7 separate regions of the Mus musculus genome follow, and regions 2, 3, 4, 5, 6 and 7 are each linked to region 1. Evidence: chromatin contacts called from public HiChIP or PLAC-seq and promoter capture Hi-C data. All regions are on one chromosome and are shown on one strand. The core of a region is the stretch at or near the end of the contact, and the rest is flanking DNA. Distances in the headings are between cores, read along the strand shown. Region 1 holds the start of BC048602 (cDNA sequence BC048602). Region 2 has its middle 9.2 kb from the start of Gm22208. Region 3 holds the start of Nipal2 (NIPA-like domain containing 2). Region 4 holds the start of Rgs22 (regulator of G-protein signalling 22). Region 5 holds the start of Pop1 (processing of precursor 1, ribonuclease P/MRP family, (S. cerevisiae)). Region 6 holds the start of Rpl30 (ribosomal protein L30). Region 7 holds the start of Rnf19a (ring finger protein 19A).

The links. Promoter capture Hi-C pulls out the DNA fragments that hold promoters and counts their contacts. HiChIP or PLAC-seq counts read pairs in DNA pulled down with a chosen protein or histone mark.
Region 2: a promoter capture Hi-C map of hippocampal neurons shows a contact between it and region 1, with 9 times the contacts expected there. The contact joins the enhancer-like site here to the promoter of BC048602 in region 1. A contact is called at or near these places in 8 of 39 promoter capture datasets (the C10 cell line, cranial neural crest, frontonasal cranial neural crest and 4 more), 1 of 15 datasets of contacts at CTCF or cohesin (large pre-B cells) and 2 of 115 datasets of contacts at active chromatin or transcription factors (embryonic stem cells and stem cell-derived neural progenitor cells).
Region 3: a promoter capture Hi-C map of hippocampal neurons shows a contact between it and region 1, with 5 times the contacts expected there. The contact joins the promoter of Nipal2 here to the promoter of BC048602 in region 1. A contact is called at or near these places in 8 of 39 promoter capture datasets (the 3T3-L1 cell line, the C10 cell line, cranial neural crest and 4 more) and 1 of 9 other capture datasets (embryonic stem cells).
Region 4: a contact with region 1 is called in a promoter capture Hi-C map of liver, with 25 times the contacts expected there. The contact joins the promoter of Rgs22 here to the promoter of BC048602 in region 1. A contact is called at or near these places in 17 of 39 promoter capture datasets (the 3T3-L1 cell line, 3T3-L1-derived adipocytes, the SN4741 cell line and 11 more), 2 of 15 datasets of contacts at CTCF or cohesin (embryonic stem cells and large pre-B cells), 18 of 484 Hi-C or Micro-C datasets (the N1E-115 cell line, bone marrow-derived macrophages, cardiomyocytes and 11 more), 9 of 115 datasets of contacts at active chromatin or transcription factors (craniofacial prominence, embryonic basal ganglia, embryonic forebrain and 6 more) and 1 of 9 other capture datasets (adipose tissue).
Region 5: an H3K4me3 HiChIP or PLAC-seq map of embryonic stem cells shows a contact between it and region 1, with 3 times the contacts expected there. The contact joins the promoter of Pop1 here to the promoter of BC048602 in region 1. A contact is called at or near these places in 1 of 39 promoter capture datasets (hippocampal neurons), 2 of 115 datasets of contacts at active chromatin or transcription factors (astrocytes and embryonic stem cells) and 1 of 9 other capture datasets (pancreatic islet).
Region 6: a contact with region 1 is called in a promoter capture Hi-C map of hippocampal neurons, with 3 times the contacts expected there. The contact joins the promoter of Rpl30 here to the promoter of BC048602 in region 1. A contact is called at or near these places in 3 of 39 promoter capture datasets (hippocampal neurons and liver).
Region 7: a contact with region 1 is called in a promoter capture Hi-C map of hippocampal neurons, with 4 times the contacts expected there. The contact joins the promoter of Rnf19a here to the promoter of BC048602 in region 1. A contact is called at or near these places in 3 of 39 promoter capture datasets (hippocampal neurons, liver and stem cell-derived epiblast-like cells).

What each region holds. Positions count from the first base shown.
Region 1 is chr15:35,326,415-35,329,840 of GRCm38.p6, reverse strand. It overlaps BC048602 (cDNA sequence BC048602), which reads left to right and starts at 1,306. Exons shown (of 3, transcript NR_045280.1): 1 at 1,306-1,461. It overlaps Gm33584 (a long non-coding RNA gene), which reads right to left and starts at 851. Exons shown (of 3, transcript XR_383923.3): 1 at 549-851; 2 at 238-327.
Region 2 is chr15:34,539,414-34,542,443 of GRCm38.p6, reverse strand. No RefSeq gene overlaps it. Among named protein-coding and RNA genes, the nearest start is that of Gm22208, 9.2 kb to the right of the region's middle. Within about 2 kb of position 1,498, at least 14 of the 459 cell types and tissues checked have an H3K27ac peak or open chromatin away from gene starts, as enhancers often do. A contact at or near this core is called in hippocampal neurons, where this site is marked.
Region 3 is chr15:34,677,255-34,680,276 of GRCm38.p6, reverse strand. Nipal2 (NIPA-like domain containing 2) reads left to right here and starts at 1,571. Exons shown (of 11, transcript NM_145469.5): 1 at 1,571-1,718. The coding sequence starts at 1,584. It overlaps 4930413F20Rik (RIKEN cDNA 4930413F20 gene), which reads right to left. Exons shown (of 4, transcript NR_045883.2): 3 at 2,076-2,234; 4 at 1,073-1,699.
Region 4 is chr15:36,138,576-36,141,909 of GRCm38.p6, reverse strand. Rgs22 (regulator of G-protein signalling 22) reads left to right here and starts at 1,510. Exons shown (of 28, transcript NM_001195748.1): 1 at 1,510-1,582; 2 at 2,003-2,031. The coding sequence starts at 1,558.
Region 5 is chr15:34,493,824-34,496,815 of GRCm38.p6, reverse strand. Pop1 (processing of precursor 1, ribonuclease P/MRP family, (S. cerevisiae)) reads right to left here and starts at 1,505. Exons shown (of 16, transcript NM_026340.3): 1 at 1,401-1,505. It overlaps Rida (reactive intermediate imine deaminase A homolog), which reads left to right and starts at 1,570. Exons shown (of 6, transcript NM_008287.3): 1 at 1,570-1,763. The coding sequence starts at 1,699.
Region 6 is chr15:34,441,982-34,445,253 of GRCm38.p6, reverse strand. Rpl30 (ribosomal protein L30) reads left to right here and starts at 1,978. Exons shown (of 5, transcript NM_001163485.1): 1 at 1,978-2,069; 2 at 2,177-2,229; 3 at 2,474-2,619. The coding sequence starts at 2,209.
Region 7 is chr15:36,281,866-36,285,183 of GRCm38.p6, reverse strand. Rnf19a (ring finger protein 19A) reads left to right here and starts at 2,037. Exons shown (of 10, transcript NM_013923.2): 1 at 2,037-2,272.

The DNA of each region.
Region 1 (3,426 bases), core at 57-2,556:
ATGGGTACTGCAGATCTAAACTCCATCTCTCACACTGTGCAGCCAAACAGGCTACCCACTGAGCAGTTTCCCTAGTTCCAATGAGCTATTTTTGGATATCTAAATTTTACTTGCTTTTAAACTTTATAATATGTTTTTTACTTAACTTTATAAGGGATTTGCATGAATTCATACTGGATTGTACATGTTGGGTTCTGTCATTTAGTGATACCATTCAAGGCACACAAAGACACTGACTGCTGACTGTGCGGAGCTTCCGTCCTTTAGGGAGAGTGGGGCTCGAGCACACACTCCTCTTACACACCTGGAACACGATGAATGAATGCACTAGGGAGAAGAGCACAGGGCATTAGAGAATTTAGTGGTGGGAGAGATTAGAGAACTTTAAAGATGTAGCATTTAAGTCAGGCGTTGAGGAGTGAATAGAATTTGCAAAGAGATGAGGAAGACATAAATCTCATTTACTATCATGTGTTTATCACACCCACTAAAGTTCAAGCATGTAGGGTACTGTGTTCATTACCTCACTTGCTGGTGTGATACATTACCTCTCAACGACTCTCAGGTTCAGAAGGAAGGTCCATCAGGGCCAGGAAGCTGTAACAGAGGTCCTGGCAGCACGCACACACAGCTGCCACTCCTCACGTCTGGAGGCCAGGAAATACTGACGCTCCCCTTTCCCTTGTGCGCAGTCTAGAACCCCAGCCACCTCCACTCAGTCATTGTAAGTCTCAGATAAACTTCTCCAGAAATGCCGTCATAGACATACCCAGAGGTCTGTCTCCTAGGTGACAGTAAGCTCAGGAAGTCCACAGTGAAGATTAATTCCCTACAGGAATAATGCTACATCTATTAAAAAGATGTATAAATATATTCTCTTCACTTATGAAATTGGAATCTATAAGGAGACATATCCAAATGCTAAGCAAAGAGCTGCATTCCAAATTTATGAAACTAACAGAACAAAGAGCAGAAGTAGCCTCTGGAGAGTGGTGTTTGCTTACTGTGGAGGACATTCTGACGGTGGTGGACTCGATTTTTTAATCAGAGTCTTTGCAACATTTTAATCAGTCATTTTCTTCATGATATCCTTATCGAAGTAAGGTGGCTATTGGCTAATTTGAAAAGAATGAGATGGGGAAACTTCAACTTAAAATGTACTGTTCAAGTGGTAAATATATAAAAGAATATATTTCTAGCCCTATGTGACGGTCTGAATGAAAATGGCTCTCATATGCCCACAGGAAGTGGCACTGTTAGGAGGCGTGGCCCTGTGGACGTAAGTGTTGCCCTATTGGAGGAAGTGCTTCACTAAGGGGTGGGCTTGGAGGCCTCAGAAGCTGAAGTCAGACCTAGTGGCTCACTGCCTCTTCCTGTCTCTCAGCCCCTCTCTAGCACCATGTCTACCTGCAGGCTGCCATGCTTCCTGACATGATGACAATGGACTGAACCTCTGAAACTGTAAGCCAGCCCCAATTAAATGTTTTTCTTCATAAGAGTTGCTGTGATCGCGGTGTCTCTTCACAGCAATAAAACTCAAACTAAGACACCAAATCTGGCGGCTGTGCCCTGGCGCTGTCCTATACTTCAGATATAAACTAGAGCTGTGAGTGAGCCTTATGTTGCTGCTAGTAAAACAAACAAGGTATCTGCTTCAGACAGTTCACTGCGGATCTTGGTGAGGTTCATAAATAATGCTACACAAATTTAAGGTCATTTGCTAAATAGATTTAGTTTCCAATGTAATTTTCCTAAGCTATTTAACCTAATCTAACCTTACCAAAGAGAAAGACCTATTTAACCTAGCTTTACTTTATCCTTGTTTGGGGGACAGGATCAGTAGACTTCCACTACCAGACACATGTATACCGGGTTGAAGCTTTGTGTTTAGCAGAGCCTGGGAAGATGCCTAACTCGTTAACATCTGCTTGAACCATAGCCATTGACCCACCCACAAAAAAAAAAAAAAAAAAAAAAAAAAAAAAAAAAAACCCTAATCATACAGATCTTAAGTTTAATGTTTTGAGGTCCTGACGTGGTTAATTTTGGCCAGAACAACATTATCTCCAAATCATGCTGCAATAGGGCCACTGGGAATTTTCTTTGAAATGGAAGCTATGCTAGGGAATTATGCACGTACACATTAGAGTAAACATTAACAGATGACAGGTTTCTTCATGTCCCATGAATTCTGTCATTTATAATCACTGCCAAATAATTGTTCAAAATGACACAAATCACTTTGAAAACCGAACTCTGGCTCTGTTTGCTTTAATGGGAAACCTATCCCTCTGAGGCTAGACCACATATAACTGAGGCGGACCCATGATTTACACAGGACTGGGGGCTCTATACTGGCCACAAGACATCAGATTTGGAGATTTCTTCTAATCTCTGATCAGAGTTTACACACTAGTCTCCATTAGAATTTGGCCCTGCATTTAAGCATGGCAATAAATTAAATAATTCATTTCATCTTTGCATTATTTCTCTAACAGTAGATTAGCAAATGATTCAACGAAACCCCAATCATATAATTTTGATAGTCTGATAAAGGCTATTATTATAAACAGTATTGTTATAAATGTTTTGAAAGTTTATTTATAAATTGGATTGACTTTGCCTGGTTCCTAGGTTACTGACATGTGATCTCTCAGCAGTAAACAAAAAAAATGTATTGTAAAAATCCTTATTTCAACAAATTATGCCAAATCTTAATAGACATTTTGTTCCAGAGCCTGAAGGATTTTTAATGAAGTCTATTACCTTTATTAGTAGCCAAGAACTGAGAGTCCAGCCTTTCCACTTCCTTTTAAAATGCGAGGTCCGCAAACCTGAAATTTTCACTTTTACTTTTCAATTTTGAACTGACATTCCAATCTGGGAGGGGAAGGAGGAGATGTAAAGACACCAAACACTCGAAGGTACCCCAAAGTGGGATCTCGCTGCTAAGAGCAGCAGCAAGCTTTCTTCTACAGGATCCAGGACTCTGTCGCCCTTTCGCATCCCGGCTGCGAATTCGTCCCTGCAACGCCTCCTGCCGGTCGGAAGCGCAGACGCCTTAAGGGCCTCTCGCCGTCTAGGAGGCCGGGGACAGGCGAGCCGTCTCCGTAGCGCCACCGCGGCCGTGAGCACGCGTGGGAGCGTAGGCCGCAGCACTGCAGCTCTAGGAAAGGGAGAGCGGGGCCTCGGCTCGCGCCTGCCCCCTGGGTCACCCATATGCGTGGGCTGTCACGTCTCACCGGGCCTCCCGCACTCCCACCCTGCCCACCTCCGGCAGCGCGCCCCACTCTCCGTTTCCTGCCCGCCTCTGTCCGCCCCTCCCCCCTCCCCACCCTCCGTGACCCCACGCGGGAGTGCTGGGGTCCAGGCGCTCATCCAGGGCTGGCTGGTGGGAGAGCTGAGGACTCACAGGAGTGTGGGTGT
Region 2 (3,030 bases), core at 249-2,748, 790 kb after region 1:
CACACACACGTTGAAGCCCTGACACTCACCCCACATGGTAGCACTGAGTGGTGAGTCCTTTGGGTAGCAGTCAGGTTCAGGTGAGGTCATGAGGGTGGGAAGTCTGTAAGGGAAGGAAGGAGAGAGAGCAGAACGTTCAATCACACAGTGCAGTAAGTGTGCTTTCCCTGTTTTCTTCAAAATGGGATGTAATATAGCTTACAATTGAGGGTATGAATGTTAGGAAGAGGGATCTCACCAGGAGCCAAGTCTGCTAGCACCGTGATCGTCAACCTCCCAGCCTCTAGAACAATAAGAAATAAGTGTCTGATAAGCCACTGACCAACCTGTGGGGTTTATTCACAGCAGCCAGAGACAGCCAGAAAGCAGCCTCAGAAAGGTATATTCTAGACGGTGTAGTATCAAGATGGGAGACAGCTATCTAAGTCCTATGGGTGTGTAAAGCCATTGAGACCTTCAGGTCTGTCTGTCGTGGCATCTATGTATCCATCATCCCTGTATCTATAATGCCAGGGCACAGGGTTGTGCCAGGCCTGAGGTGGGTAACAACTGCTAAAAAAACATGTGTGTCCTTTTTCCATCCAGTAACTCGGTTAAATGGAGCGGGTGCCCAGGGGATTCCCTGCTTCCTGACAGGCTGTAGGTGCTGAGCACAGGGACTCTGCCTGCCCCCAGTGACATTTCAGTCAGTTCAGTGAGGCACTTGTGTAAACTGACCATTCTGTATAATGTGGTAAATGTACACACAGGAGGTTAGAGTCAGAAGGGAAGAGGCCAGTGTGGAGGCATGTAGCAATGCTGGCAGCGGTGTGAAGTTGAAAGAACCTTCCCGGGGCAGATGAGAGAGACTAACTGTGAATGATGGGATATGGTCATTAGAGCATTCCTAAAGGCTGAATCCTCTTAGTCTCTTTTGCTTCGGAGAGAGCAGCTAGAGAAGGTGCGAGGATCTAGGGTCAAACACCTAGCGTCTCTTTTGAGCTTAGTATAGCAAATTCAATTTTTATTTTTCTAGGTCTAGCATAATGTCCTACTTTCTTCCTCATCATTTGGATGGAGCCTTTCCACATGGAAGAGAGTGTCTGGGGACAGCAACAAACCTTACATCTCCTGGTTCTGAGTGTAGGCCCTGGTCTGCAGCTGGAGCTCCACAAACAGCCATTGAATCTAAAGAAGCAGCTGCCCTTCCCATTTGCCTGAAGGCTCCAGGGAACATCCCTCCAGGGCTAGTAGTTCCCTTAATTTCTAGGGACTGAACCTCTGGGAGTGTCACTGTTGGTCCATACTGCCACCCAGTGGTTATACTTGGGTACTGCATGTTCTCAGTGGACAACTCTGGAGGGTCCCCAAATGGCCATGTTCAACCCCATAACATCTCAGAATAACTATCTATTTTAGCTTTTGTGTGCTAAGTGTCCATCTTCCAACAGATTGCTAATGAGAGGTCATATCTGAGAGAGATAAAAGGGAAATGACGGACTGTGACAAGCCTTTACCAAGGAGCATGTTGGCCAGGATGGTGACTGCCATCTGTTAGGTGCCACTCTCTTGCTGTGCTGCCCTAGACAATCACTTTGTTTCGGTGGACTTGCTCAGTGAAGCATCTTTTGCAGCCTTTCTGCAAAATAAGAGATTGCACAGCTTACAGAATTGCTATGGGGATTAAAATAAATAATCCATATAAACTACGCTAAAGCTCCCTGGCAGGCACATGCAAGCACTTAGCAAATATAAACACAAGGCACTTAAGTTTCTGTTATTCTATCTCAGCTCAGCGAGGGGGATGAAGGGAGCCTTAGTGCCATCTCCATTGTTGACAAGGACACTGAGGACCTGAGGGCTTAAGTAACTTCCCCCAAGGTCCTTCAGTCTGAAAAGGGCGGGGTTTAAAGCCCATCTTTATGGATCTTGCCGTCATCCCAAGTAGGTCTTTGAAAGTTCTGCCCCTTGAGTTGCAGACCCACTGGGAGAAAGTTGAAATGATCCAAAGAGGAAGAAAGAATGACAAAGATCCAAATCTAGCACAGTTTACAGCTCACATCTACTATGGGTGAGCAATCCTCTCGACGGAAGAAGGCACATGTTTTCCAAACCCTGGTCCTGAGGAGTGCCCACTGCGTCAGGAGGTTCTGGCTTCAATTCATACACAGAAGCTGTGTTATGTGGCTAAGTGACTTAGACACATGCTGTCCACTCTCTAGGACACAGCTTCTTCCATGTCCAGGTGGGACAAGAGAATCCAAATCACCTGCCCAGGCTGACATCTTGTCATCCCATAATCTATACCCTTCGAGTGCTCCCTAACTATCTGCAGTGAGGGTCCCAGGTGACCAGCAAAGAACCAGAACCCTGGAAAGGACTGGTGACAGATGGAAAGGCTGGCTGGGTTCTATCACATGAGCAGGAACTTAATCCCTGCTAGAATCCAGTAACAATGTCCACAAAGGCCTGGAAGCCAGGCCCGTGATTTATGGACAAGATTAGAAGACTACAGTGATTATTGGCCCAGAAGACCCACACTGGGTAGGGCATGAGCAGAGGCTACAGCTCCAGGGAGTGCAGGGTTCAGAAGGTGCCACACAGCACCTTACGTCCCTTCAGGGTACGAGGTGGCTGTGTGCTATTGTCTTGTTTTGGCGAATATTTTCAGCATGAGTGGGCCAATTGGCAGACGTAATCATAGGCATTTCACACACACACACCTAACAAGGGCAAGATGAATGATGTGGGTGGTGCTGGAGTCATAAATATCACCAGTATATCAAGGCAAAATGAAAGCAAAGAAAATAAATCTATCAGGATTCCGTGGCTCTCCAAAGCAACCCCAGGACAAAGGAAGCCAGATTCCCCCGACAGCCTGAGCACCGGACTCCTAAACTGTCTTCTCTGGCCGCCAAAGCTTGAGCAATTTCGACACAAGGCAGTGTGTGACTCTCGTGTGCTTTGGAGCACCTGCATGACTCTGATGTAGAAAGCCTGGTAAATCTCACAATGTGTGTGTGTGACTTAGGACAGCCTGAGTTCTGTTTC
Region 3 (3,022 bases), core at 322-2,821, 650 kb after region 1:
AAGGTCGATCTGTTTAGTATTTTGCTTGTTAGAGCCTGCCTGCATGCCTACTTACAATCTGGCTGACAGATAATACTCAGGAGTGATTGTGCCAAGCTCTGCCAGTTCCCCTCTGCCACCCCTCCTCATCTATCCTCACATACTACTCTCCAGGAGGGAAATGCCCCAAAATCTCTGGCAAGTAAAGCTAGGCATGTGACTTATTCCCAGCCAATGGGGTCAAAGGAGGAGAGATGATGGTTGTGGAGGTTGGCGATTCTTGGACAACCATTTTCCATTAAAGAGTATGCGGATCCCAGGCATGGCAGAGCTGAGGGATGGGAGTGTCCTAGAATCACATAGCAGGCATGTGTTTCAGGGGTATGGTGCTTGCTTAACATCTAAAGGCAATGGGTTCGATTTATAGCACCATATACTTATGAAATTAATGAAATTTATATAGCGAATTGATTTTTCTTTGGGGTATTTAATTGAAATAAATTCGTTTCTTTAAATTGAACATAGTTAGCTACAATTATTAATTGTTGACTTAACATTTTGTTTACTCAAGCAAGAACCAACACAACTGTCAGGACGACTTGCCTTTTTTTTTTTTTTTTTTTTTTTTTTTTTTTTTTTGCGTCTGAAATGACTTACACTCTCTTCTCTGCTTTACATATTTCCCCTAAGAAATCATCACAGCTTTCTCCCAGGTCCCTTTTTCCCTCTCTCTCTTCCTCTCTCCCTTCTTCCCTCCCTCCTTCTATCCCCCCTCTCCTCCTCCTCCTTTCTCCCTCCTCTCCTCTCTTCTCCTTCCCTCCCCTCTCCTCTCTTCCTGTCTTGTTTCCTCTCTCCCCTATCTTTAAAGTGCATAGCTTAAAGAGTCTCAGTGTCTTGAAAACAAATTCCCAGTGTAGACACTTCATGTAATAACACAAAAATCACAGAATGTTCAAAGTGACAGACAAGACAAAGATCATTTGTAGTGTAACCGAGTTTAAAACCGGTCAGACTAGAATATCCAGTATGCGTACTTAAGGTTGTTCTTAGCATTTCTGACTCAACTTAAATCACCATATGGGGCAGCTGACAACGTTTCAGCAATTCTTTATGAACTTATCTGACAGCCTATCCAGCTGCCATAGGATATCTCTTCTCTATTCTTCGAATAGTTCCTAATGGTCACTCTGTGGCTGGGCTCTTCATTCACAATGTGCCCAATATTGGGGAGAGGGAGATTATGGCTTTTTCTTTTTTCCATATGTGGAACATTTTAAACCTTTTACACGCGCGAACTGGAACTGCCAAGGGTGCCGGTCACTCTTTAGATTAATGGATAGCTCCTTTTCTCCCTGCACTTGGACAAACATTTGCTTTGTGCACAGTAGATCCCAGAGGCAAAAGAGATGATGTCATTCCTGCGCTGACAGGTGTAGGCACCGGGGCCCAGAAGGGAGCGGCGGCAACTGGGCCGAGCCCGGACCTCACCTGCGTGCCGCAGGAGCCAGGTGCCGGCGCCGGGTCGCCGGGCAGGAAGTGGCTGCGGCTGCGGGAGGACGGACGGGAGGGCCGCGCCCGAGTCCCAGCGCGTGGATTCAGTCCTCATGGCGGCTCCGGCGCGCACAGCCCCCGAGGACGACGCCTCGGCCGTCCTAGACGAGCTGTCTCGGAACTTCACATACTGGGCACCAGGCCCGGGCAACGGCTCGCTGTCGAGCGCCTGGTATCGCAGAAACCAGGTAAGGCCGCCCGCGCACCACAGCGCGCCGCCTGCCAGCTCCACGCAGGCCCCGCGGAGGCGCCAGGCCTCGGTGCCTTCCTGCCAGCTCTCCGCGCTCGCGACTGGGCGAGTGGGTAGAGCTGACACGTGACGCTGACACTTGGCTACCCATCCCCTCCGCCCCCTTCCCCCCTCCCGGCCTCGGCGGAGCAGCAGACCCCCAGGCTGCTCCCTGGTCTCACTCTTGGGCCTTTGGGTCCCCAAGGACCTCGCCTCCCCCAGCTTTCTTCCCCTCCTGCAAGGCGGTGGAGGTGGATTTCCACTTATTTTTCAGGCCAGTTTCCTTTCACAGTTAAAAAATAAAAAATGGTGCTACCCTTCTCAGAAGCAGAAACTCATTAAGGGGCTCCCAATGTCAATTCTGTGCAGAGTTGTGTCTCCAAGGTCCCAGCAATCTCAGCATCAACCTTCCCAGATACTCTCAGCTGCAGTACTTCATTGCTCGCTGCTGTCAGCCAAACACCACGGGTTTATGCTGGCAATATAAATTTAAGAGCATCAAAGAGGATCGGAGGTGTCCCCTACCCCCTCTGCTGGCCCTAAGATCAGGCAGAGAAGCAAAGCTCTCCCTAGCATTTATATTCCTCTAAGTGGGGCAAGTGATTGATCTTTCAGGCTTGCGTTAGTTTTCCTAAGCCTGTTACTTTGTTCTTGTGCATGAACAAAGCCACAGATCTTTTTTCCTTTGCAAGAATAAGGCCATAAATTTTTGTTACTGTTGTCCTCAGTGGGATATTTAACCACTAATCAAAGAGATCCTTTTTATGCTTGAAAAGTATCCTAAATGTTTGTTTCTGAACTTGGAGGTGATTTGTATAACGAATAAATAAGCTTAGATCATCTTTTTAATGTTCAACACAGGAAAGATTATGGCTTTAAAACTGTTATGTCACAAAAGATAACAAAATGGGGCAGGGGCATTGCTCAGACACTGACTGACTCTCCTTGCTTCCACTGTGGAACTACAAAGAAGAGACTTTCCTTAGTGTATGTTATGCTTGTAGTAGACACATTTCCAATATAAGTTTAAGAATGAATGGTCTGCTCTTGGTAAAATATTAGAGAGTTAGTAGATGTGACCCACCCAGGCATCATCCAAACCAGGAAACCATTGTTTTCACTAGAGAACTTATGTAGTCATTAGTTTTCTTAAACATTTCCTGGAATTCTTGATTGTCTTGGCTCTCCCAAGCACAGATTATCATGTGACACAGATGTTTGCAAGGCTTAACTTGCTCTTTATAGTACACAGTTGTACATCAG
Region 4 (3,334 bases), core at 261-2,760, 810 kb before region 1:
ACAAATACCTGCCCCACACTGAGGAGTCAAATGTGGAGCCACTGGCGGGTTTTAAGTAGGTCAGATTTGCATTTAGATAGCTGGTTTTGCTTTCAGCATGGATAATGGATTTAAAGAGAACTCCTAGCTGGGAGCTAAGCCTGGAAGACTGACAAGTTAGGAAGCTTTTACAGCAGACCAGATGGGAGCTAGCGCTAAGGCTGTGTGTGGGTGCTCTTGGGAAAATGAGAGCAGAGCCCAAATGCAGAAATATGTTAAGGTAGAACTGGCTGAATCCAGTATTTACCTGAATGTGGGGTTTGGAGGGAAAGTTCTAGGGGGAAACTTTGAGTTACTCGGAAGATGTATCATTTAACGGTCATAAGATTTATGTTCCAAAAATAATTTATGTCCCCCCCCAAAATCTGTGTTTTAGTTGAGATAGGTTCTCAAGTAGCCCAGGCTGGCCTTAAACTTCTGATCCCCCTGCCTCCACCTTCCTAGTACAGATTTTGCAGGTCTTTGCCCCAACCCCGGTCAGAAGATGAAGCTCAAAGATCCTGTCTGGGAATGGGTATGATTTGGGTGTGGAGTGATAGGGTGGGGTATAGCTCCTGTTAGACATTTGCATTGGAAGTACTGCTGGGAAGGGGCAAGCAGTTAGCTTTGGGGTTTATTTGGTACCACTGAGGAAATTCAGAACTACAGAATGGGATAAGTTTTATAAAACAATTAGGAAGCAGTATTTCCAATGCAAATGTCTAACAGGAGCTATACCCCACCCTATCACTCCACACCCAAGTCATACCCATTCCCAGACAGGGACTTTGAGCTTCATTTTCTGGCCAGGGTTGGGGCAAAGACCTGCAAAACCTGTACAAGCAACGTGGAGGCAGGAGGATCAGAAGTTCAGGGCCAGCCTGGGCTACATGAGAACCTATCTCAACTAAAACACAAATTTGGGGGGGGGGACATAAATTATTTTTGGGACATAAATATTTTTAGTATTTAGAATAATTGTGTTTAAATTTTTATCTTTTCTATTTAAATAAATTCTTTTTTGTTTGTTTGTTTGTGGTTTTGCTTTACTGTAGCTCAGGCTGGCTTTAAACTCTTAGTAACTGAGAACAAGCTGTAACTCTATTCTCCTGCCTTCTTTTGTTAACTGTTAGGATTGCAGGTGTGTGCCACAGTACACAGGGCTCTGTTTTCCTAACTCCTTTCCTGAACACACATTTTAGGGTAACTGTAATCTGTGGTCCCCAGTTCGGGTAATTCCTAGTGGTCAGCGTTTATGAAAAACCTTTTGCTACAGGCGTCTGACCTAAGGAAACTGAGGCCTGGCTCTGCGGTCCTTCGCTGTGGGAGGATCTGCTCCCCCCGCCCCCGCAACAGCCCTTCCCCACCAGGAGCCGTGCGATCTCCACAGTAACGGCCGCTCCCCAGCCGCCACCCCTGGCCCAGGCGCCTCTGCTTTGTCCAGCTCTATGGCAACAGCGGGCAGCCCCAGGCCGCGTGCCGTGGGGCGGCAGTCGCTCCCCAGACAGCGGGGCCGGGCAGCTGGGTTCCCCCGACAGGATGCCGGAGAAGCGGCTCTCGGCGGGTAGGTGGGCCCCGGCGCCCTGCCGCAGTGCTCGGGCACCCGGACCGCGCTCGACCCCAGCCCCAAGCCTCCAGCCCAAGCCCGGGTCCCCAGCCCCAGCTCCCTGCCTTTTATACGAACCCCCAGGGCAGTCGCTATTACCTTGTGCGCTAACCACGCTAAGCTCTCCTTTTGCAAATGGGGGCCTTAGGTTAGCTCTGGGGTGACAGTGGGTCCCAAGCCAAAGTCCAAAGGTCTTTCCTCCCCACCTTCACCTGGAATCCTACCTTAAAATGTAATCCATGTGCGGATAATGAACATTTTACTGAGCTCACCCGGGATATATGTATATACAGTAGCGCCAGGGGCTGTCGCAGATGATTTCAGTTAGTCTAAAAGGAAGATCTGAGTACGAAAAGGTAACGTTTTGTCTCCTTCCAGAGCCGCCAGAAGTTACAGAAGAAGAGTTTGTGAGTACACAGTGGCGAGAACGGGTCTTTTTTTTTACATTCTCTTCGGGCTAAAGCTTTCTTCTGTAAAAGACCTCATGTAGTTTCTCCGTACCCTTGCTGTCCCTATGGGGGCAGGCCGGCTGTCTCCATGGCTTTGTTGTGATGTGCAGGGCAGCTCCTGGTTGCAGTAAACATTAGTAGGTAAAGTTGCTCACCCCAGCATTAGAGATGGGAAAGAAGGGCTGGGAGTCGGGGTCATCCTTTGTGACATAGCAAATTCAAGGCTATGTGAGATCCTGTCTTAAAAAATACCAGCCCTCCCTCACCTCCACCCCCATGGTAGCACTCAGGTCTTTAAACTCCAGCAGAGGCAGGAGGATTTCTCTGAGTTTGAGGCCAGCCTGGTCTACAGAGCAAGTTCCAGGACCGCCAGGGCTATACAGAAAAACCCTGTCTCAACAACAACAACACCACCCAGTCAATCAATAAATAATAAAATAACAAAGCCAAAAAACCCAAAACTAATCAACCAAACAACCAAAACAGACAAACACAAAAACAGCAACAGAAACCAGTCATCTATTTGTAAGTGTTTAAATTGTTTTCTAGACATTGTTCTCAGGTCAGAATTTTGGAGAAATTGAGCATACTAAATATTTGCCAAATCTATTTATCATTTGGGAGAGTGCTGTCTTTAGAGACTCTTCTAGAAAGCATATTGCTTACACGAGGAGCTTGCCCCAGGGCACAGACAGACACAGAGGCAACCCTTTTTCCTACCACCGTTGAGGCTGGAGCTCAAAGCGCGTCCAGTATTTACTAATGTGAATACTCTAGCACCCACTTCTCTTGTTGACTGATTATCCTATTTACTTTTGGCTTTTCATTCAACAAACATGAGTGACTGTGTATTCAAAGTATTGTCCTAAATACTGGGTCTAAGTCTCAAAAACGTTAACAGTCTAGCTGGGGCTAACATAAGAGAGAAGGCTAAGTCAGCAGATAGTAGGAGTAGTAGGAGGTGGGAGCAGGAGGAGGAGGGGTGGGGGAGAAAAGAGAAACTTCTATGTACACTAACATACAGGTACACACAGCACATCAGAAATGCTTCCATATATTGGCCGAACCCCGTTTAACGGGAAATTAAGTTATTCCATCACTCAGCCTCAGTGCTTCACGCAGGAGGGCATCTGAGCCAGCTCCTCCTCTTCTGTGCCATCCAGCCTGGGCGTCTTATGAGTACTTAGCATTTGAGTGATTGTGCTCAACTTGTCCTCCTTCCCTGGGCACCCGCTGAGTTCCAGGCCTTGATCCCAGTCTT
Region 5 (2,992 bases), core at 256-2,755, 830 kb after region 1:
CCAACAAATACTGCCTGAAACAGCTCAGCCAAGATCCCAGGCAAGTTATGAACCCAGTGTTCTTACTGTACATACAGGTTTATGCTCTTAAGAAACAATGTTATACAGGCTGGTGAGATGGCTCAGAGGCTAAGAGCACTGGCTGCTCTTCCAGAGGTCATGAGTTCAATTCCCAGCAACCACGTGGTGGCTCACAAAACATCTATAGGGGGATCTGATATCCTCTTCAGGCAGGCAGATATATATGCAGCAGAGCACTCGTACATTAAATAAAGAAAAAGAAAAAAAAGGAAACAATGATATAAAAACAGGCCTAAATTTCTCTTTAAATTGTTCTCATGCCGCACGTCTTTGGATTGTGCTGGGCTGCATTGTTTGATTTAAAAAACTAGTTTGAAATTGAGTTGCTGGGTTAAATTTTATATTTTTTAAATCATTAATTTGGATTTGGGATTGAGATAGACTTTTCCAACAACTGGCCCTAATTATAGTTCCGACTGTACTACATATTTAGGCAAAATAGCATCTCATCACTGACTATTATAAAAATCAAACAACAAATCAGCTCTAAAAAAAAAAAAAAAAAGCCGGGCGTGGGGGCCCACGCTTTTAATCCCAGCACTCGGGAGGCAGAGGCAGGTAGATTTCTGAGTTCGAGGCCAGCCTGGTCTACAAAGTGATTTCCAGGACAGCCAGGGCTATCCAGAGAAACCCTCTCAAAAAACAAACAAACAAAAACAAAACAAACAAACAAACAAACAAAACCACTTTAGATGCTTTATGTCTTGCAGTATCAAATACTCTACCAAAACTCGTATTTATGAAAAAATAAACATACACACATCTATTTAGAGAGTAAAAATTAGTTTTTATCTTTCTCAAAAGGCAAAATTATACCAGCTACACTAAAGAATTGTTTTAAATATACTTCCTTATGATATATTATCAGTTACTAATTAGTACATCTTCTTATCTACCCAGGTTCGTTAGTGAGAAAGCTGAAGTCGTGAGCTAGGAGAAGATGACTCGCCTCCGGAAAGCAGACCCCGGTCTGCTCAAATCTTGAGGCGATCATGCATAGAAAGGAAGCACGGGATGGCGAAAGGCAGACAACCCACACCTCTGCTTGGTTCCCCGGAATGACCCATCCCTGTCCTTTACGGTACCCAGAAAGGGATACAAGCGCATTCCCAGAGGGGATTCCGCCTGGCAGGGCAACGATAAGCATAAAAACGAGCACAGGAGCCTGAGGCTCTGGACTGCAAGAGGGCCCGCCCGGGCAGCATGGACCTCCCCAAGTGAAAAGCGCCGCAAGCCGAAGCCGCCACTGTGGGCAAGCCCCCACGCGAGGCCCCCGCGAGCTGGCGGCCCCGGCTAAGCATTAGTGCCTCACCACCAACCTGCCAAAAGTTCCGAGGGCTTCGCCGGTAAGAATGACAAGGTTCTGAGATCCCTAGAAGCTCCCACCACAGAGGGTGAGCGAGCGGGCTGAGGGCGCGTGCGCAGCACGGCTTCTTCCTCCACGTGTCCCGGAGTCGCTTGTAAACTACAATTCCCATCGGGCCGTGCGAATTCGCACGGGGCTGTCCCTGAACTAAAACTCTTTTGCCTAGGGCTGTCTGGTCAGTGGACAAGAGTGGGTGTAGTTACTTACCATCGTTTCTTCTTCTGGAGGGTCTTCAAGAGGGAAGGATTAGCATGTCGTCCATAATCAGAAAGGTGATCAGCACCACAAAAGCCCCGGCGGCCATTGGTCCCTACAGGTAATGTTTTTTACTGTAGCTCTGAAGGACCAGGTAGGTGCAGTGTTGCAAGTTTGGAGCTTTGGCCCCTGCTGGTCCGAGCAAAAGAGAGTCTTAGAACGCGCGAAGAAACTAAGTTCAGAAAGAGTACAGTGTATCCAAATCCCTCAGAGAATGGGGGAGCCCTGGTGCTACCAGAAACTTGCACTCCTAAGATCTTGCCCCCATCTGGAGCTGCCGGGGCCCCGAAGGCGAGCTTGCTACATGCTTTCTCTGGTTAGAAGTGGCATCACCCCAACCCCCTTGCCTTTCGTCTTGGTGGCTTCTAGTTTTGGTTTTTGTAACAATTTTATTAAGATAGAATAAACAACCCATAGAATTCTCATTCTGTTAGTGGGTTCAATTCAGTGGCTTTTACTATGCCCAAAAGTTGTGTAGCCATCATCACTTTCTATTCTCAAAACATTTACATCCAACCTAAAATAAGGTTTATACCATTAGCATTTATTCCACATGGCATCTTTCCCCAGCTCCTTACAACCACCCATTTATTTCCTCTCCATCACTATAGGGTTTATCTGTTAAAGACGTTTGCTATAAAAAGTATAATACACTGTTTGGTCCTCTGTGACAGGCTTCTTTTACTAGCATGAAGTTTGATCTAACCCTTTCTTAATTTACAAGATATGCTTGTCTCATTTGGACAGTACTCAGCAAATACCTGTATGTCTATCCTAGTCTCTGGCTTCTATAACGTGTAGGAATGCAATGATGCTTATGAATGGTTTATCCATGCCTATTTACCACTAATATCAAATGCAAGTAACACCAAAGGTGATCTTCTGAGATTATCCTATATACTAGAGCTAACCATATATGTACTGGAAAAATAAAAACTACCCTTTGGCATTTATCTCTGCTTACCAGAAGTGCTTTTAAATAGAAATGGTACTTTCTTTTCACTTCCTTCTGTGGGTGCTATGAAGGACAGACTAACTTTGTAGCTCAGACTAACCTAGAACCTGCTGTTCTCCTGTTTGAGCATTCCTAGTGCTGACGTGAAGACCAGCACACTTAACTTAAAACCTTGTTCCTCAAAATACCTCAGCTTTAAAAATCACTGTATTGTATCTTATATAACTTTCTCCTCTCTAACTTCTAAGTCTTCACTAAAACGTATCTAGAGCCAATTCCTTTTGAAAAAGTCATTTCTGACACAGTGTCTCTTTGCTGTCAATCAAAACTGAAGA
Region 6 (3,272 bases), core at 729-3,228, 890 kb after region 1:
AATCCCAGTACTCAGAAGGCAGAGGCAGGCAGATTTCTGAGTTCAAGGCCAGCCTGGTCTACAAAGTGAGTTCCAGGACAGCCAAGGCTATACAGAGAAACCCTGTCTCGAAAAACCAAACCAAAAAAAAAAAAAAAAAAAAAAAAAATCCCAAACAGGTCAGCAAAGCACAGGATTAAAAAAAGGGGGGTGGGTGGGGTAAGGGTAGCATGTTAAACAGCAATGTCACAACTCCAATCTAGGCTTATTGCTTTGAATTTAAATCATATGAGCTATTTGTTAAAGTTCATTTAAAGTTTACTATGTTTACAAAACTGGATTAATAGAAGACAATTAGCTGGATTTGTACCATCCTAAGTACTTTATGCCTAAATGTTAAAGCAAAGAGTATGGTAATTGAACACTACCGTTTGGTCAAATTCACATTAAAATGGGCCACAACAGTTGAATAAATTTTAATGTAAAATTTCTGGATTTTCTGAGTTCGAGGCCAGCCTGGTCTACAGAGTGAGTTCCAGGACAGACAGAGAAATCCTGTCTCAAAAGACTCAACCAAAACAAACAAAAACCAAAAAACCCTAATTTGCAGGCCTGGTTCTATTCATACTTCTGTAATACACTAGCTGTAAAAATGTGAGAATAACACAGTTACTATCTCATAGAGTGTGTGTGTTGGCTAAGTAATATGTTTTAGTTTCCGTTTTTTTTCTTTTTCCAAAAGATCAACTCACAGAGATTGCCAGCTCCGGGTGGGATTATAGGTATAGATCATCTCGACCCGCATGACTCATGGATGTTTTTAAAGTTATTTTAATTAAGGGGAGGCAGGGTTGTTCTTCCCTTTCCTAACCTCCAGGGCAAAGTAACTCACCATACAGCTTACCTACTACCCTGGGTTTCCTTTTTCATGCTTATATAAATTTGGTGGCACAGGTGCTTGTGCAGTTGGGCAGAGGTCACAGGTCAACTTCTGGGTACTTACTCGGTAGTTGTCCACCTTATTTTTCACAAGATCTTTGAGACCTGGAGCTGACAGGTTAGACTAGGTTGGCTGGCTAGCCAGCCTTGGGGAATCTGTTCCACAAATGGAGTTACAAGTGTGCACAACCATGCCAGACTTTTGGGGGCTGGGGATTGACAGAGAGGTTTAGGCATAAAATGCAGGTCCCCACGCTTGCAAGGCAAGCACACTTTACTGACTGAACAATCTCAACAGCCCTGGGTTTTCGTTGGTGCTAGTGCGTAAATAGTAGAGGCTTTCAAGGTTTTTTTTTTTTTTCCTTGAATGCTACATTTATACAACGGCCCAAGTTTCGTAGCAAAATGATTTTTTAAATTATTCGTATTGCGACTATTTCTTTACTTCTGTATACGTATGTGAGCATTCAAGCGCAGGCCAAAGAAAAACCTGCTGGACTTGGCGCTCCCCTCCCACCACGTGGGTTTGGAACTCATTCGTCTACTTAGCGACAAGCGCATTTACCCGTCAGCCACTTCACCAGGTTTTTTTTTTTTTTTTTTCAATTGTGGTCCCTGTGCAAAGTAGGCTCCCAAGTACACGGTATAAAACCGCCGCAAAAGGGGTGTGTGTCCTACGGAGCGGCAAACAGGAAGATCAGCGGCGGGTGGACAGAGATGCCTCCGCTCCTGGTGAGCAGTCACGGGGTAAACCGGCGGCCCGGGGTCCTTCCGGAGCACGCCCAAGACAACGTCAGGCGGAGACCAGCCCAGGAGAGGCCAGGTCGCTGCCGCCTCGCCACGGAGCCCTGGGCCTCGTCGTCAGCTCCCATCGAGCTCCGGCTCTCCGCGGTGTCAGCCCGCTGCAGCAGAACAAACGCCCAGAACCGAAGGCCGGAGCCCAGACGCCGCAGCAGCCCAGCCTGCGTTGTAACCCGGTCCCCATAGCAACCAACTACCGCAGACTACTCTCGCAAGCGCTGTTCTGCTTGTGACCCGGACCGGCTTCTCTTCCGCTTCCGGTCCCACAATCCTCTGTCGGCCTAGAAGAGCTTTGCATTGTGGGAGCTCCTTCCTTTCTCGCTCCCCGGCCATCTTGGCGGCTGGTGTTGGTGAGTGAGCTCTGCGGGGTAAACGATTAGGCGGCTCGGGGAGCTCCGCTAGCTGGTGTTTGACGCTCTGGATTATAATCCTCTCTTCTGTCCTCTGTGTATGCTAGGTTGGGGGTTGTCCCGCACCTAAGGCAGGAAGATGGTGGCCGCAAAGAAGACGGTGAGTGAAGCCGATCGGGCCCGGAAGCCGGTTCACGTGGAGAGCTGGGTCGGGCCGGGGCGGATAGATTTGAGCACACTGGGTGGACGACTTGTCGCTGACGTTTCAGGGTCTCAAAGTGAATCCGAGAGGCTCTTTGTATGGTCTCAGACATCATGAAAGGGTTCAGTTCCAGAAATCTGGAACTGAGTTTGGTTTTAGATGACTGCAAGTGGTGTTCAAGTCTCAAACGTTTGCATTGTAGAAAAAGTCTCTGGAGTCGATCAACTCTAGGCTCCAACTTGTTATGAAAAGTGGGAAGTACGTGCTGGGCTACAAGCAGACTCTGAAGATGATCAGACAAGGCAAAGCGAAGTTGGTTATCCTTGCCAACAACTGTCCAGCTTTGAGGTAATGGAGGGAACCTGGATGTGTGCAGCCTATTGTAAATTCACTGTGCAGTATCCAGCATTGGGAAGAAGAATAATGATGGTTGCTTTCTGATGTTTGGACCTTGCTTTGTGTGTGTTTTTTGTAAATGTACCTTTGAGGCACGTTGTGTGACAGGAGGTATACAAATGATACACGCAGACTGGGGGAAGCCCGATCCCGAATTTTTCAAGGTTTGAAGTGTTAACACTCCGCTTCATGTGCCTGTTTTAGTTTAGAAAAATTCTGGCTGGATTATGGAGGTGATGGTATCATGAAATCACCTATTTGGCAGGGTCCAATTTTCTGAACACGTTCATTCTTGATTAACTATTTTAACTCGAACCTAACAAGTATTTTAAGTAAGCTGAAGAAGCTTGTGTAGTATACGCTCCTTGATTTTTCTATGGCAATTGTACACCTCTTCAGCCTTTTATGTAGGTGTCTATACTTAGTGGCAGAGTTTGGAATGTTTGGTCTTATTTTAAACCTTTGCCAGTCGATTCATAGTGGCAGCGTAGACATTCATTACTAAATTACAAGCTCAGACTCAGTGGGTCCAGGCTGGAGCTTCAAGTTCATTTCTCATAAGCACTTTGGAGCACTGTTGGTATGTGGGGCCACATTCTAAGCTC
Region 7 (3,318 bases), core at 788-3,287, 950 kb before region 1:
GCAGCAAAAAGCCCACCGGAGGCCAAGCAGCTTCTTTGCATGAATCCAAGGAGAAACGGTGACTTTGTAGCATGGTTTCCAGTCTCGAAAGTACATTTATCACCTGGAATTTAAAAATATACGGCTCTCCAGAGCCCCCTTCACTTGGATGCAGCCTAGGCATCTCAATTTTCCCACGTTCTCTTGGGGGAGGCAGCCAAACTTGAAGTTGTTGTCCTAAAGGCAAAGGGTATACAGCACAGAGAACAGAGTGATATTTAGAGGGCATAATAAATGGGACTCAGTGAAAGGGACCAAAGACAGGGTGTCTGTGAGAACCCTGGACTTCTGGCTTGGCTCTGCTTGGATGAGAGAAGTAAGGGTTGTTTTAGATAAGCCCCTGTCTATCTCAGACAGACTTGAGCTATAGGTTTGTCTTAAGGTTCTGATGCTGCCACAAAACACCATGACCAAGAAGCAACTTGGGGAAGGTTTATTTGGCTTACACTTTCATATCACTGTTCATCACCGAAAGAAGTTAGGACAGGAACTCAAATATGGCAGGAACCTGGTGGCAGGAGCTGTTGCAGAGGCTGTGGAGGGGTGCTGTTTACTGGTTTACTCCTCATAGCTTGCTCATCCTGCTTTCTTATAGACCCCAGGACCAACAGCCCAGGGATGAAACTATTCACAGTGGGCTGTCTCTCCATCAATCACTAATTAAAATGTCCTACGGCTTCCTACAGCCCAGTCTCATGGAGGTGTTTTCTTCATTGACGATCCCTTCTCTCAAACGACTTTAGCTTGTCTCATGTTAAGATAAAACTATCTAATACAAGATGCCTCCATAGATTCAAGTGGAGATGTCCTTCAGGTATATCTCTCTCAGGATATGCATATTGGACTAGTAAGTAACAGCAGACCCTTCCAATTTCTAGGAAGACAGAAATTTAATTTCTCAGAACTATGATGACTATAGAGAGTACAGGACCACTGTTATTCTGCACAATTCTTTACTCAAAACCCTTACCAGTCATTACTCCATTTGTACTGCAAAGCTACTCTTGCACTATCCGTAGGCTTAAAGTGTCCTGTAGATTATTGGGCATCGAATGCAGCCTTTTGATAGCATTTTAAGGTATACACATAATGGCTCTCAACTTCCAATAAATGGAAATCATATCCATACTTACTCCCTTTAAGATGTATGGTCAAAGACATTTAGCCCTAGATCGCCTAGCCTGTTTCTAACTGGGAAAAATTTACTGTGTTACCAAAGAGGCCAAGTGGGGTTTGAAAAAATATGGCTCCTTGGTGAGTTTCTAGTTTAGACACACTGAAATAAGGATCGAGTGATATATTTAGATTAAGTAACAGATGGTGGATGGACATTTTGGCATCCATCACATCCATTTCTCAGGATTCTAAGGAAATGATCTAAGTCCCCAAGAGAAATAAACGGAGAGGATGGGATCAGGACAGGAAAGGGATCTGTTTATTTAACTAACTCTATACCAAGTCTTATGTAGGTGAAAAATTCAAAGGGTGTCCGACTGGATCAAAAGCTGGAGGGGAATGGAAGACACAGGCTGGGCCAAAGTAACTCCTACTGTATCAGACATTGATAAGACCTGAGATATTTCTTTGGGGACGACTCGGCTCTGCTCTCCCGAGGGTTGCCAATCAAGCAGGTGAACAAAGGATTGAAAAGCTAAGTCAGGGTCCTGTCGCTCAGGAAGCGCTCCACTTGGAACGCGGCTCCCGCCGTCCCTTCCTATCACCTCACGGAGACGGGGTCGGGGTTACAAGAAGGGCGTCTCCCGCCCCACTGCCCGGCGCGTTCCGAGTAAGTCGCCGCCCGCGGGAGGGCCGGCGGCGAGAGCGCGCAGTGCGAGGCGAACGTGCTGGAGCCAAGGAACCACCGCGTCCCAGAGATAACCGCGGCTGGTCGACGTGGGGCGGGGCGGGGCTTGACGCCAAGACGCAAGGCGCGCTGGGCGGGGCTATGCCGGGTGGGGCAGGAGGGAGTGGAGGGGGCGGGGCCTGGGGGCGAGGGCGGGGGAGAATGGCAGTTGCTGTGTTGGTTCCCGGCTGCGACGGTCCGACTGGAGTCACAGAGGGGAGTTCGGGAAAGCGGCCGCCCGCAACCGTTCCACCGGCAGCTCTCGCCCTAGCTGAGAAGGTTCCGCGGCGGTGCTGAAAAGTCGTCCTCCGTTCTGCCTCCGCTTTCTGCCTCCGCGGGATGGGCCTGCTCGCCAGCCGCCCCGCGCCGCCGCCGCCCTGAGGAGCTGAGGTACGGCAGGCGCCGGAGCCGCGGGAGCCGGGCGGCTCCCCTACGGATGGGGATTCAAGGCGCCGCTCAGGCCTCGGTCTGGGGCCGGGAGACCGTTGCGGCCGTCTCCGGGGTGCGGGCCGGGGCGTGGGGGGCCGGGCCTGTGGCCCCGTCGGTGTTGTGACTGTCCACGGCGCTGCCCCGAGCGTTCCGGGGCGGCGGAGCGGACGAGACCCGAGGGCGGCCGCCGTGGGGAGGCGGCGGGGGCGGAGCGCATTCCTGACGGGTGAAATCGCCTCTAACGGGACGCTTTCCGGGCCTCGCCGCACACTGGGCGCCGCGGACTTCGCCCCCGAAGCCTGCCGCCTGGGGCCCGGGAGGGCGGCGGGGAGATGACCGCCTCCTTCGGGAGCGGAGATCGCGCACACAAGCAGGCACCGGCGCGGAAAGCCGTATAGCCTGGGGATGAACGGGGGTCTTCCGGACTCCACGTCTGGGGTTTTCCCTGCCCTCACCCCGAGTGAGGCCACCACTTTGAATTGCCAGTTTTTCCTTCGGTCTGGGATTCCGCTCTACTGTCGCTCTCTTCTCTTTTTCCATTTCCACTAATGGGAAGAAGTGGTTTAGGTTCGTTAATCCTGAGACAAGGGCAGCAAATAAAAGAGGGAAGAGAATGGTGAAGGCTATATATGGGAAAAAGAAAGGTTTAATTTTTGCTTGTTGGCGCCCTTGGAGATAGAAATACACGACTGGTGCTTTACTTTGTGTAGGGTTGAGAATGTCGCAAAATGTTGGTAATGATAGGACGGCCTTTAAATGCAGCTGCAATTTTCAAACCTAGGGTTGGCTATAAAGGCTGGTGTAAAATGATAGCAAACGGGAGGTATGAAAGCGGGCCTTTCCGTGGTTGGTGCCTTCAAAATATTTTGATCTTCCTCATTCTACTTTGTGTATGTTTGTGTATACGCACGCGTACCTGGCAGTCTTTGATTATTTAATATTTTAACCAGAATTTCTTGACCCTTTTCATTGTATGTAGTGTGACGAGATACTTGTCTTTTTTTCCC